2 separate regions of the Sus scrofa genome follow, and region 2 is linked to region 1. A link is a contact called in public HiChIP or PLAC-seq data. All regions are on one chromosome and are shown on one strand. Each heading gives the region's core, a stretch centred on a gene start, on an enhancer-like site or on the middle of the called end of the contact. The rest is flanking DNA. Distances are from core to core; before and after follow the strand shown. Region 1 has its middle 41 kb from the start of FAM117B. Region 2 holds the start of ICA1L (islet cell autoantigen 1-like protein).

Region 1 (5,820 bases), core at 1,438-3,937:
TTGAAAGTTCCCAGGCCAGGGGGTCGAACTGGAGCTACAGCTGCCGGCCTATGCCACAGCCACAGCAATATGGGATCCAAGTGGCGTGGCTGGGACCTACCTCACAGCTCACTGACAACGCTGGATCCCCCCACCCACTGAGCAAAGCCAGGGACTGAACCTGCATCCTCATGGATACTAGTCGGATTCGTTTCTGCTGTGCCATGATGGGAACCCCATCCACACATTCTTTAAGCTTATCATTTTGTTCAGTTTTAACCCTAAAGATGTGCCACAAATTTCACAAAAAAACTTAATGACCTGCAGTTAAATTACTTTCATGTATGTAGAGAAGTCAGATGAATTAAGAAGCCTGGTTAATAGAAATTAGGTGAGAATAAACTTTTTTTTTTTTGTCTTTTTGTCTTTTTGTCTTTTCAGGGCTGCACCTGCGGGACATGGAGGTTCCCAGGCCAGGGGTCTAATCGGAGCTGTCGCTGCCGGCCTACGCCAAAGCCACGGCAACGCCAGATCCCAGCAGAGTCTTCAACCTACACTACAGTTCAGGGCAATGCCAGATACTTAACCCACTGAGCGAGGCCAGGGCTCAAACCCGCAATCTCATGGTTCCTAGTCAGACTCGTTTCTGCTTCGCCACAAAGGGAATTCTGAGAATATACTTTAAAAACTTTTTTTTTGGCCATCCCCCGGCATGTGGAAGTTCCACAGCCAAGGATGAAACCGGTGCCACAGCAGCGACCCAAGGCACTGCAGTGACAACACCAGATCCCTAACCAATTGCACCACAATTTATTTTAAAGACTATTTTGGTATCAACATATCAATCAAAATTAGAACTTCAGAGACAGAAAAAAATTGATAAGACTCCCTGAAACAAAAGGCTGACAATCTATTAAGGAGACATGTAACAAGTAGCTACAAACTACAGAGTCAAGTGGTGGAAGGCAAGGCTGGAAAGGTTAAGTAGCTGACATATGGTAGACAACTTGTAATTCTAGGTCGAGGAGCATGAACCATTGGCAACCTGATGAGAGTACTGACAAGACGGGAGCTCCCTGCAGCGAGTTTAAGGATCTGGCACTTTCATTGTAGCAGCTCAGATCGCTGCTGTGTGAGGGTTCACTCTCTGGCCCAGGAACTTCCACATGTGGGGCGGCAGGGCTGGGGTGAGAGAGAGTAGAAGGTCAATACTCTTCCTTCGCAAGCCAAGGAAGTGTATTGACAAGATGATTGGCAGCAGAGTATAAAACTGATTGGAGGGGGGAGAAAGCGAAAAAAAGGCTAGACAGGCTAGACGCCTAGGGAAACTGCTCACAGAAAGGTTTTGAAAAACTCAGCTAAGAAGATGCAGTAGGAGAAGGAGATAGATATAAGAGGTTTTACTTCAAAATTTTACTGAGTTATAGTTTTACTTTTCTAAATGTGACAAGATGTGACTTCCAGAAGGCATCACTGGTGTCATGGAAAGTGAATTTTATAAAAATTAAAGTGAGTTCCCATTGTGGCTCAGTGGTTAATGAACCCGACTAGGAACCATGAAGTTTCAGGTTAGATCCCTGGACTCGTTCAGTAGGTTAAGGATCTGGCGTTGCCATGAGGTGTAGGTCGCAGATGCGGCTCGGATCCTGAGTTGCTGTGGCTCTGGTGTAGGCCAGCAGCCTCAGCTCCGATTAGACCCCTGCCTGGGAACCTCCATATGCCTCGGGAGTGGGCCTAGAAAAGACAAAAAAAAGAAATTAAAAATTTTTTGCCGTAAAAAAACCTAGGTTATTCTGAAGTTCTGTATGACATCTAAAGAAAAAAAAAGCTGTTTTCTTATATTTCCTTAAATGTCATATTTTCCCTGGTATCTTCAATAAATTGATTGGTTCAATCTGTGAAAAATTTGCTAAGCAAAGGAAAACTTACTTCTTATCCGTCCCATCTATTACAATTACCAAAAAGATTAAACACACACTTGGGATGTTGTTTCCTTGAATAGGAAATATTTTCTGGGTTTTTCTACCTTCCTTTCTAATTAAGTAGAGGAGAAGGGAAGAGCTCCAGTGTTGGGAAGTTAAGCTGGTTAAGGACTTGATGAGAGGGAAATACCAGGCTAGAGAAGGGTGGCATTTCTTGGAAGATCATTTATCTACAATCAGTACAACCTCCTCACTCTCTTTCCACCATTCACCACTTTAGGATATCTTTTCGTTTGTTTGTCTGTTTTTGGCTGCACCCGAGGCAAGCAGAAGTTCCTGGGCCAGGGATCAAACCTGTGCCACGTCAGTAACTCGAGCTGCTGCAGAGACAACACCAGCTCCTTAACCTGCTGAGCAAAAAGAGAGCTCCCCAGGATATCTTCTTAAGGCTGCTTTTGACACTCATTTTTAAAAGGCAGGGTCAGGGTAACCCCCAAAATATCCCAGTACAATACTATGTGCAACAAGCTGGTCTAAGAACACACTCAGTCAGAAAGATCAAATTTAACTTGTGTGTAACTTACCTAGGAAGGTTCTGTTCTTGAAGCATTTCTCCAGACAGTAGGTGAAAGGTGTCTGCATGTATTTTTGGAACCAAAACTTGAACACACGGTATCAAAACTGTTCTATATTAAAACCTATAAAAGCAGTTCCCTCTGTTAGCTGCACATTTCCTTGAGGTTCCTCTTTAACCCTGACCCAGTCTGCTCCCAGTCTGCTTCCTCTTTCTTACTATCACTGACTCAACCTTGGTTCAGCCTCTCATTATCTCTCACCAGTGCCATACCAGTCTCCATTCCTCTCAACTCATTCTTTACACTACCAGCTGAGTTATCTAATTTGAGACCTCCCTGCTTGAATCCTTCCGTGACTTCCAAACTCCCAGCCTAGTATGCTAGCCCTTCTGTGATAAGAGTCCTGTCTGGGTCCCCTGGGTTCCTCCGGGTCTTCTCTCTCCATACGTTCACTTAGCATTCCAAACTCTACTCCCAAATAACATCCTCCTACCCCCTAGAAAAAGCTCTACCTTGTCCAGATTCCAGGGCTTTGTGGGTGCTGCAATTTCTGCTTAGCAGTCCATTGTTCACCTCCTAATTCCTACTTATATTTTAAGACAGTCAGGAAAGTTATCTCAAAAGGAGAAATTGCCTCTGACTCATTGAGACTGGATTAGGTATCCTTGCCATCTGCATCTATAATACACCTGGTTTTCAATGTCACAAAATTTATAATCTGTTCTATAATTTTCTCCAAATCTACTGTGAGCAACTTGAGGAGGGCCTGTATGTTTTATCTCCTATTAAAGTGCTTGCTACAGAATAGGTGTTCAGAAAAGTTTTCTGAGGAGTTCCCGTTGTGGTGCAGCCGAAATAAATACGACTGGTATCCATGAGGATGTGGGTTGGATCCCTGGCCTCGCTCACTGGGTTAAGGATCTGGCGTTACTGTGAACTGTGGTGTAGGTCACAGACGTGGCTTGGATCCAGCAGTGCTGTGGCCGTGGCATAGGCCAGTAGCTGTAGCTCCGATTTGACCCCAAGCCCTGGAACTTCTATATGTGGCAGGTGCAGCCCTAAAAAGGAAAAAAAAAAAAAAGAAAATTTTTTTGATGCCCCTTTAAAAAAGGAATTTACTGATCACAACTGCAATTGTTTTTTGCTTGCGGTTGCTCTCAGGTCCCCCATCCAATCACTGCTTTCTAAACCGTCCTGCGTATCTGTTCAGCCCAAACTTCTTCAAATTACTTCTAATCAAGGTCTTTCCTTCCCAAGAAACTTTGGCCTCCCTATTGCCCATTACAGCTAGTCTAGAAGCTGGGTGGGTCTGGCTTTCAAAATCTGTTTGGTTCTACATGTTCTGCTTTATTTCAAGTTCTGCTGTATTTCAAGTCCCTATTCTTCTATATTTCTAGTAACTTGATATATTCTGCCTTCATTTTTCCTACTGAAATCCCACCTGGCCCTTCAAGACCCTGCTCAGTAATCACTTCCTCATTTAAGTCTTCCTTGGCTCTTCAAAACATACCATTTACCACTTATTTGGGCACTCACATATCATCTCGTTTGGATGTAACCTGGGTTACATCCTGGGTGGGCCGTCTCTCCTTCCAAGATGGCTTAAGTTCCTGGAGGAAGGAATCTTTGGTATTTCTCAGCACAGCATAATGATTCAATTTCAAAAAAGTGAGTAATAATACATTATATCAATAAAATGAAAGCTGCCCAAATCTAGAATTTGGCTTGTAATTTGAGAAACACTAGCAAATAAAGAGGGAGATTAGTTACTAGCTAAGCTTGTCCTTTGCAGGGAAGTATATAAACCAGGAAGATAGGGAGTTCCCATTTCTTCCCATCCCAGCAGAAATGAATCTGACGAGTATCCATGAGGATGCGTGTTTGATCTCTAGCCTTGCTTAGGGGTTAAGGATCCAGTGTTGCTGTGAGCTGTGGTGTAGGTCGCAGACGCAGCTAGGATCTGGTGTTGCTATGGCTGTGGTATAGGCTGGGAGCTGTTGCTCTGATCCTACCCCTGGCCTGGGAACTTCATATGCCGTGGGTGGAGCCCTAAAAAACAAAAACAAACAAAAAGACACCAAAAACAAAACGAAGAAGGAAGACAGATCAGATAGGCATTGGTGTAAATGAGAGTAATTTTACTTGTAGTAAGTTGTTGTTGAAAGGTTTAGCAGGTCATTATTACATATTCCTTCCAGGTCACTTTATTTTCTCTAAAGACATTTATTTATCCTCTTGAATATTATTAGCCAATGGGTTCCTACAATATAATGTACGTGTAACATTATATTGAAAGAATGGGCATGTGAGTCAAATGAAAAGGTACCCCAAATCTATTACCCCTACAACATTATTTAAGGTGAAAACAGAGTTTATAGGAGTAGACCATGCTTTTCCTCAAACAAAAATTCTCTTGGATTCTAGATAAGAGTGATTCAGCACTCTTAAAACACGGTTGTCCTGTGGATTCTGCTCTAGGACACAACAAATATATTGTGTGATCTAGAATGAAAAACAATGTGTTGCCTTCACAAACTCATATTCCATTTTAATAAGGCCTTCTAAAAATACAAATGTCTAATTGAAATAATCATTTGACAATGTGAAGCATAAATGCAGTATCAGGTCAAGAGAGATAGTTGTTTTGGTACCTGCTATCTTTTCAGTAATCTCAAATTACTTCGCATATATTTCTGGCTATTTTATTTAGCTGCTGGATCATTTCCATTTTTATTTTTGAATTTCTCTTCCTATAATCAGAAATTGAAAACTGTAGTTCAAAGCAAAATAGAAAATAATTAGAATCTCATCTTTGCAGTTCTGTGGATTTTGGCAAAGTTTTAACCTCTCTGAGCCTAGTTTTTAATTTACAAAATAGAAATAATAATATGCATGTGCTATCAGAGCTATCAAAATATGTAAAATAACTAACACAGTGCCTGGCATATAGCGAGTGTGCAACTATTGTTCTAATGTTAGTTGACTTTTTATGATGTACAACAGTGAGTAATTAGTCATATTATATGGAACATTTACTATTCTGGTGCAAAGGAAACTAAAATACCACACTAACCACCACAATTTTTGGTGACCTCATAAAATCAAAAGATACAATCACTGTTGTCATTAATATGATCTTTAATAAATGGAATAATGCACCATTTTACAGCAAGCCTTTTTTAAACCTAAAGAACTGTCTTAAAATCTCCTTCTCCAATGTCTCTGTATCAATACAATCTTTTTTTAAGTTTATATATATCAAAGCATTTACTTACAATTATTCATAGAAAACTCTTTAGTGGCTTAATGTCAGCTTTCATAGTGGCATCCATAGATAATACAAA
Region 2 (5,820 bases), core at 1,039-3,538, 230 kb before region 1:
AATCCTTTCATTTTCTAAAAAAATATTGTTTTTATGAAACACTAAATTTTAACTACTGCAGCGGCCTCATTTGTTAAGGGAGTAGTACAAGGCCCTTTAAATGGTTGCTCATCAGCCCACCACCATGAGTAAGGAGACCTGCCCTGGAATGTCAGTAGCTCTAACTTGTTTGCTGACGTCTTTCCTATACTGGGCCCCCTCCTTGCACCCTTTTCTTAGTGACATGTGAAGGAAAGTGATTATGTGTAAATGCTACATTATATGGAGGTTTGGAGATCCCTTTTGGTAATTTTCCCTCATTAAGTGAACAAAACAGGCCTGGCCCCAGAGTTACTACGCTGACTTCGTTCTAAGTTCCTTAGAGGCCCTTTCTCTACTTCAGACTGAGCTGAAGAAGCTATTAATTTAATGTCCTCCTGAGTTAAACTTCCTGTTGGAAAAAGCACTGTCTAAAATATCCCAAGAAACTTACTATGGTGCCTATTAATAATCTGAAAGTCACCTTGTTTACCATACTAGAATCATTTGTTCTTTGGGGAGAACTTTTCTCTCAGCGGATGAATACTGTATCCTTCCCTTGTCAATTAGCTATCTTTCTTTTCATTGAATAAACATTGATTTGGAACCAAGTATGCATTAGACACTGTGCTGAGAGAGAAGGCTAGGGAAATGCATACAGTTTTCACTTTGGGGGAACTCAGTATCTAAGAATGGAGCTAGATAAATACTTATAATACAGTGCAGCTGCTGAATGAGAGTAGACGTATGCATTCAGGAGGGACTACCAAACTTGGCCTGAGCCAGTCAGGAAAGATCCAAGGAAGAACAGCAACCACCATATTTGGCAAATAAGAATTCTTACCATTTTAATCTGGACTCTTGAGAGAATATGAGGAAACCTGAGGATTTTTTCCTTAAAAAAAAAAAAAAGGCCAAAATTCTGCATACTATTTCATATATTTACCTTGAAACGCTACATATTTCAACGTAAGAATCCCTGGTCTAAAGGCATCTTAATATTTTCAGTTTCAATTAGCTGTGTGTGTACTATAAATAACCTACCCTTTCTCCTATTCTAAAACTACTTTTTTTTCCGGTTTTTAAGGTAAGTGCTTTATAATATTCTAGACTCTCACCTCATCTTTTTTTCTTTCATGATCTTACAGACCTTAGTTATTACCTGAAGTGTAAGCTTTTTTTCCTTGCTAACCTATATGCTACAGTTGCAATTAATTCTATTTTGTAGTTTTAGGAAAGGTGATAATATTTTTTTGAGCCACCTTTAAAAAGAAAGCACTTTTGACATAAGTCGTTTTACACCCATAGCAGTTTTACTTTTGCCTTATCTACAATTTTCCCCGTGGGTTTTGTTTGTTTGTTTTGGTCTTTTGTCTTTTTGCCTTTTCTAGGGTCGCTTCCTGCGGCATATGGAGGTTCTCAGGCTACGGGTGGAATCGGAGCTGTAGCCGCAGGGCTACACCAGAACAGCAACATCCCCATACAAGCCGCGTCTGCGACCTACACCACAGCTGACGGCAACGCCGGATCCTTAACCCACTGAGCAAGGCCAGGGATGGAACCCACAACCTCATGGTTCCTATTTGGATTCGTTAACCACTGAGCCACGATGGGAACTCCCCCCCCCCGGGGTTTTTAAGCACAAATTTTACATTTGACTCTTGAAGATTTTTCAAGAGTTATGTATGTGCGTATTTGAGGCCAGTTGTTAACAGCTGTTAATCCTCTAAACCTTTCAATAGAAGTTTAATATATATAGCACGTGAATGTTTTCTGTATGCCCACGCTGGTACTGAGAAACGCCTGAGGACTGAGGAATGACCAGGGCTCAAAAGCTTACATTCTCGCAGGGGTGGCACCGGACAGGTGCAGTGCCGGTTCAGAGGAAGCGCGGGGAGGGAGGGATCCGGGCTCCTGGCTCCGAAAAGGAGTGGAGAATTCCCTCCACTTCTCACGCCTTGAAGGTCTCCTACTCAATACCTTATCCTGGTGTTCTGAGGGGTGTGGTGTTTGTCGTTTCGCTTTATTAAGTAAAGAGGAATTCGGGAAAGGAGGAACTGAGAGGGTCCCGGAATTTCTTCAAGAACCAGCCGAAAGTCGGGCCCCCGCGGGGTTACGCGAGAGCCGAAGCGCCGTGGAAAGTGCGGCTTCTGCGCGCGCCCGGCCGCGGGGTTTAAATCTCCCGCCTCCCGCAGCGGGAGCCCGACACCTCCACGCTCTGGTGCGGAGGGGCACCAGCTGCGGGAGCGGCCGGGCGGCAGCGGCGCTGGGCTCGCGGGCGGCGGCCGTGGGAACGGGCGCCCTGGACCGACCTCTGCGCCGCCCAGCGCGACCGGAGGCGGAGGAGGAGCGGCGCGTCGCGGCCCGGCCGGGCGTCGAGGTGAGCGTCTGCGGCTCCCCTGACCCCCACGCTCCAGGGCGGCGGAGGGCCGCGCCCTCCCAGGCCAGTCGGGGCCGGAGGCCAAACCCTTGGTTCCTATGGCGACGCCCCAAGGTGGAGACGCAGCGGGCGGTGCCTGAGTTGAGCACAAGAGGGCACTTGGGGCCTCGCCGGCCTCCTCGGTTGCCTCGGGGAGCATGAGCCCTTCGGCCTCCCTCCCAGACAAGGTCCTGATGGGAGCTCCTCTGGGCTTAGTATCGGCAGATAGGGCCAGGAGTGGTTTTTGGCTTGGCTGGGTCGCCTCGGGACCAAGGGAGCATCCACCCACGCTCGTCCCGTTAGCTAGAGCGCAGGGCCCTGAGGCTTGTTTGGGTGATTTGTCTCATAGATGGAGATAACTTCCATTAGAGGCAGATGCTCTCGGCCCTGCGGTGCTTTCTTGCTGACCTCCTTTTCACGTCGTGTTTATTTTCATGTCATTATTTTGTAACGGGCATGTCTTCTTTAGGAAGTAAACGGTTAGCGATGGGCAAAAACAAAACATAAGTAAATGTGCGGTTTAAGATGAACTGCGGAAGGCACGAGCTCCCGAAGGGTTCAGCGCTCAAATCTAGAAGCCTGAGGCCTTTATCCCAGCCCCAGGCACCCATCCGCCTCGTGGAAACTCAGCTCACCTGGTCAGATGCCCAAATGCTGTCAGCGGTGAGATACCTGATACTCTGAGAAAGATGGAGAGGGGAAAAAATCCCTCCATTCTGGCAACTAACCCGCGATGCCGTGGATTTGCCAGTAGAGGGGGTGGGATTGTTTTTCATGTAATAGATCTTGATACATAGAACTTAAAAGCTCTCCTAAACTATGAGTCGCTGTGAAAAAGCCTATTGGGAAGATAACGTTTACCCATGGTTTTGGGTTTTCTCTAAGTATTTATGTATTAATTTAATTGGTTCTGACTCAGGCAACATACTGTAAAGTGATAGTACTCTAATCATCTTCACATCAATATTGATGGAGTAGCCAGCCACAGGTGCCTCATCCTTTAGTAGGAGTTGTTTATTCATTTATTGACCAAATAAGCAACCAATGGTATGTATATATTTAATCATATTATATTCGTTGTCTGTGCCTAACATCCAGTGTCCTTTGAAATTTCTGTTTAATAGTGCAGAATGATGTGCATATTGACATTGAAACGTGCAAGACATTATTCTAATTGCCAGTAATTGTCGTTAGATGGTTGCTCAGATCAGCCAGTCCAAAAGTGCAGTCTGCAGACATGAAACTGGTGGAAAAACTAGGAAGCCACATTTTTATTAGAAATATCTAGTATAAAACAATATAGCAAAATTTATACCAATACTGAACTAGGACCAAATCTCAAAATATTAACTATCAGATATAAAGCAATATTATTTTGTTCTACTATACTAGCATGCTTTGTTATTTTATTGTGTGGTACATACTATATTTAATTTTTTTTCTTTTCTTTTATGGTTTACCTTTCTCAGTACTCTGCCTTTAGCAACAACAGATGGAATATGTGAAAGACTTTTCAGTATGTCTATAACTGGAAAGATTTCATTATGTGAACTGGCTTTCATTATTTAATAATATGACATGTTACCTTTTTCCATTGTGTTGGTTTTTCATTCATCTGTTAGGTTTTTCCTTTTTTCTGAAGTCAGACTTTTCAAATTTCTGCCGGCATCCAATATTCACCTTCTATATACCTCATTATTGTGACACTGTTAACTCATTTGCAAATAACATTTTACGTTTTTAAATTTTTTTCTTGTGTGGATATAGTTAAGATTTTTAAAAAGCCAAAAGCTAAAGAACCACAATACATACTTTTACAACAGGCAACATTAACAACTAATATTGTGTTAATATTGTCATATTTCTTTCAAATATTTTTTAAATAAAAATAACATTTCCAGTAAAGCTGAGGTTCCTTTTCTGCTGCACCTATTCTCTTCCTGCCCACCATATATTGCTCATTTATATTTTTATTTCTTTTTTTCTTGATCAGTCTTCAAATGAACCAGCTTTTGACTGTTGATTTTCTCCATTTGCTTGTTTTCTGTTTTACTGATTTCTGCTCTTATTTTTATTATTTTATTTCTTCTATTTTGGATTTGCTACACTTTTTCTAACGTCTTAAAATGGAAGCATAAATAATTGATTTTGTATCTTTTTTCCTTTCATGTAGGCATTTAAAGCTAAAAGTTTTCTTCTTGAAGTTCCCATTGTGGCTCAGTGTAAACTAATCCAATTAGGAACCATGAGATTTCGGATTTGATCCCTGGCATCGCTCAGTGGGTTAAGGATCCAGCGTTGTTGTGAACTGTGATGTAGGCTGGCAGCTGTAGCTCTGATTCGACCCCTAGCCTGAGAACCTCCATATGCTTCAAGTGTGGTCCTAAAAAGCGGAAAAAAAAAAAAGACAAAAGTTTTCTTAGCATGGTTCAACTGTATCCCACAGCTTTGGGTGTTTTCATTATAATTTAGTTTAAAATATTTTAAAGTTTCACTGTAATTCTTTGATCCATTATTTATTTACACTTATTTTAGTTCCAGATATTTGGGGATTTTTTTTTAGGTAGATCATTGCTCTTGGTTTCTAAATTAATGTTGTTGGGGTCAGAGAAATACTCTATAAATCTTTAAATTTATTGAGGTTTTGGTGGGTTTTTAAAATTTATTTATTTATTTATTTTTCTGCCTAGGATAGGGTCCATTTTGGTGAATATTCCAATTACTTTTGGTGGGGGAAATGTATATTGAGCTGGTGGTGGTAGTGGTGGAATGGTCTATAAATGTCACGTCAAGTTGGTTGAGAGCGTTGCTCAAACCTTTTAAATCTTCACATTTGTTTATGTCTCCTTATTCAGTCAGTTACTCTGGGTGGGGGTAGTGTTAAGTCTCTAATTATGATTTTAGATTTGTCTATTTCTGTCTTCAGTTCTGTCAGCTCATTTTGTGACTTTGCTATTAGTCACGCAAACATTTAAGATTGCTCTTTCATTTGGGAGTTCCCACGGTGGTGCAATGGAAATGAATCTGACTAGTATCCATGAGGATTCGGGTTCAATCCCTGGCCTTGCTCAGTGGGTTGGGGATCCAGTGTTTCCGTGAGCTGTGTTGTAGGTCACAGACACAGCTCAGGTCCCTCGTTGCTGTGGCTGTGGTGTAGGCCAAAGCTGTAGCTCTAATTCAACCCCTAGCCTGGGAACTTCCATATGCCACAGGTGTGGCCATAAAAAAGCAAAAGCAAAAAAAAAAAAAAAAAAAAAAATTGCTCTGTCTTTTGATAAATTGACCCTTTTATTATTATGAAATGCTCATCTTATTCTGAAAATACTTTTTACCTGGATGCCTGTTTTGTCTGACATTAACATAAGCCTAATGATTGCTTCATA

What was found. HiChIP or PLAC-seq counts read pairs in DNA pulled down with a chosen protein or histone mark.
Region 2: a contact with region 1 is called in an H3K27ac HiChIP or PLAC-seq map of alveolar macrophages. The contact joins the promoter of ICA1L here to the enhancer-like site in region 1. A contact is called at or near these places in 1 of 5 promoter capture datasets (liver), 20 of 47 Hi-C or Micro-C datasets (alveolar macrophages, blood, embryonic fibroblasts and 12 more) and 2 of 2 datasets of contacts at active chromatin or transcription factors (alveolar macrophages and skeletal muscle).

What each region holds. Positions count from the first base shown.
Region 1 is chr15:106,139,553-106,145,372 of Sscrofa11.1, reverse strand. No RefSeq gene overlaps it. Among named protein-coding and RNA genes, the nearest start is that of FAM117B, 41 kb to the left of the region's middle. Within about 2 kb of position 2,687, at least 5 of the 83 cell types and tissues checked have an H3K27ac peak or open chromatin away from gene starts, as enhancers often do. A contact at or near this core is called in alveolar macrophages, where this site is marked.
Region 2 is chr15:106,374,041-106,379,860 of Sscrofa11.1, reverse strand. ICA1L (islet cell autoantigen 1-like protein) reads left to right here and starts at 2,288. Exons shown (of 13, transcript XM_021075560.1): 1 at 2,288-2,398.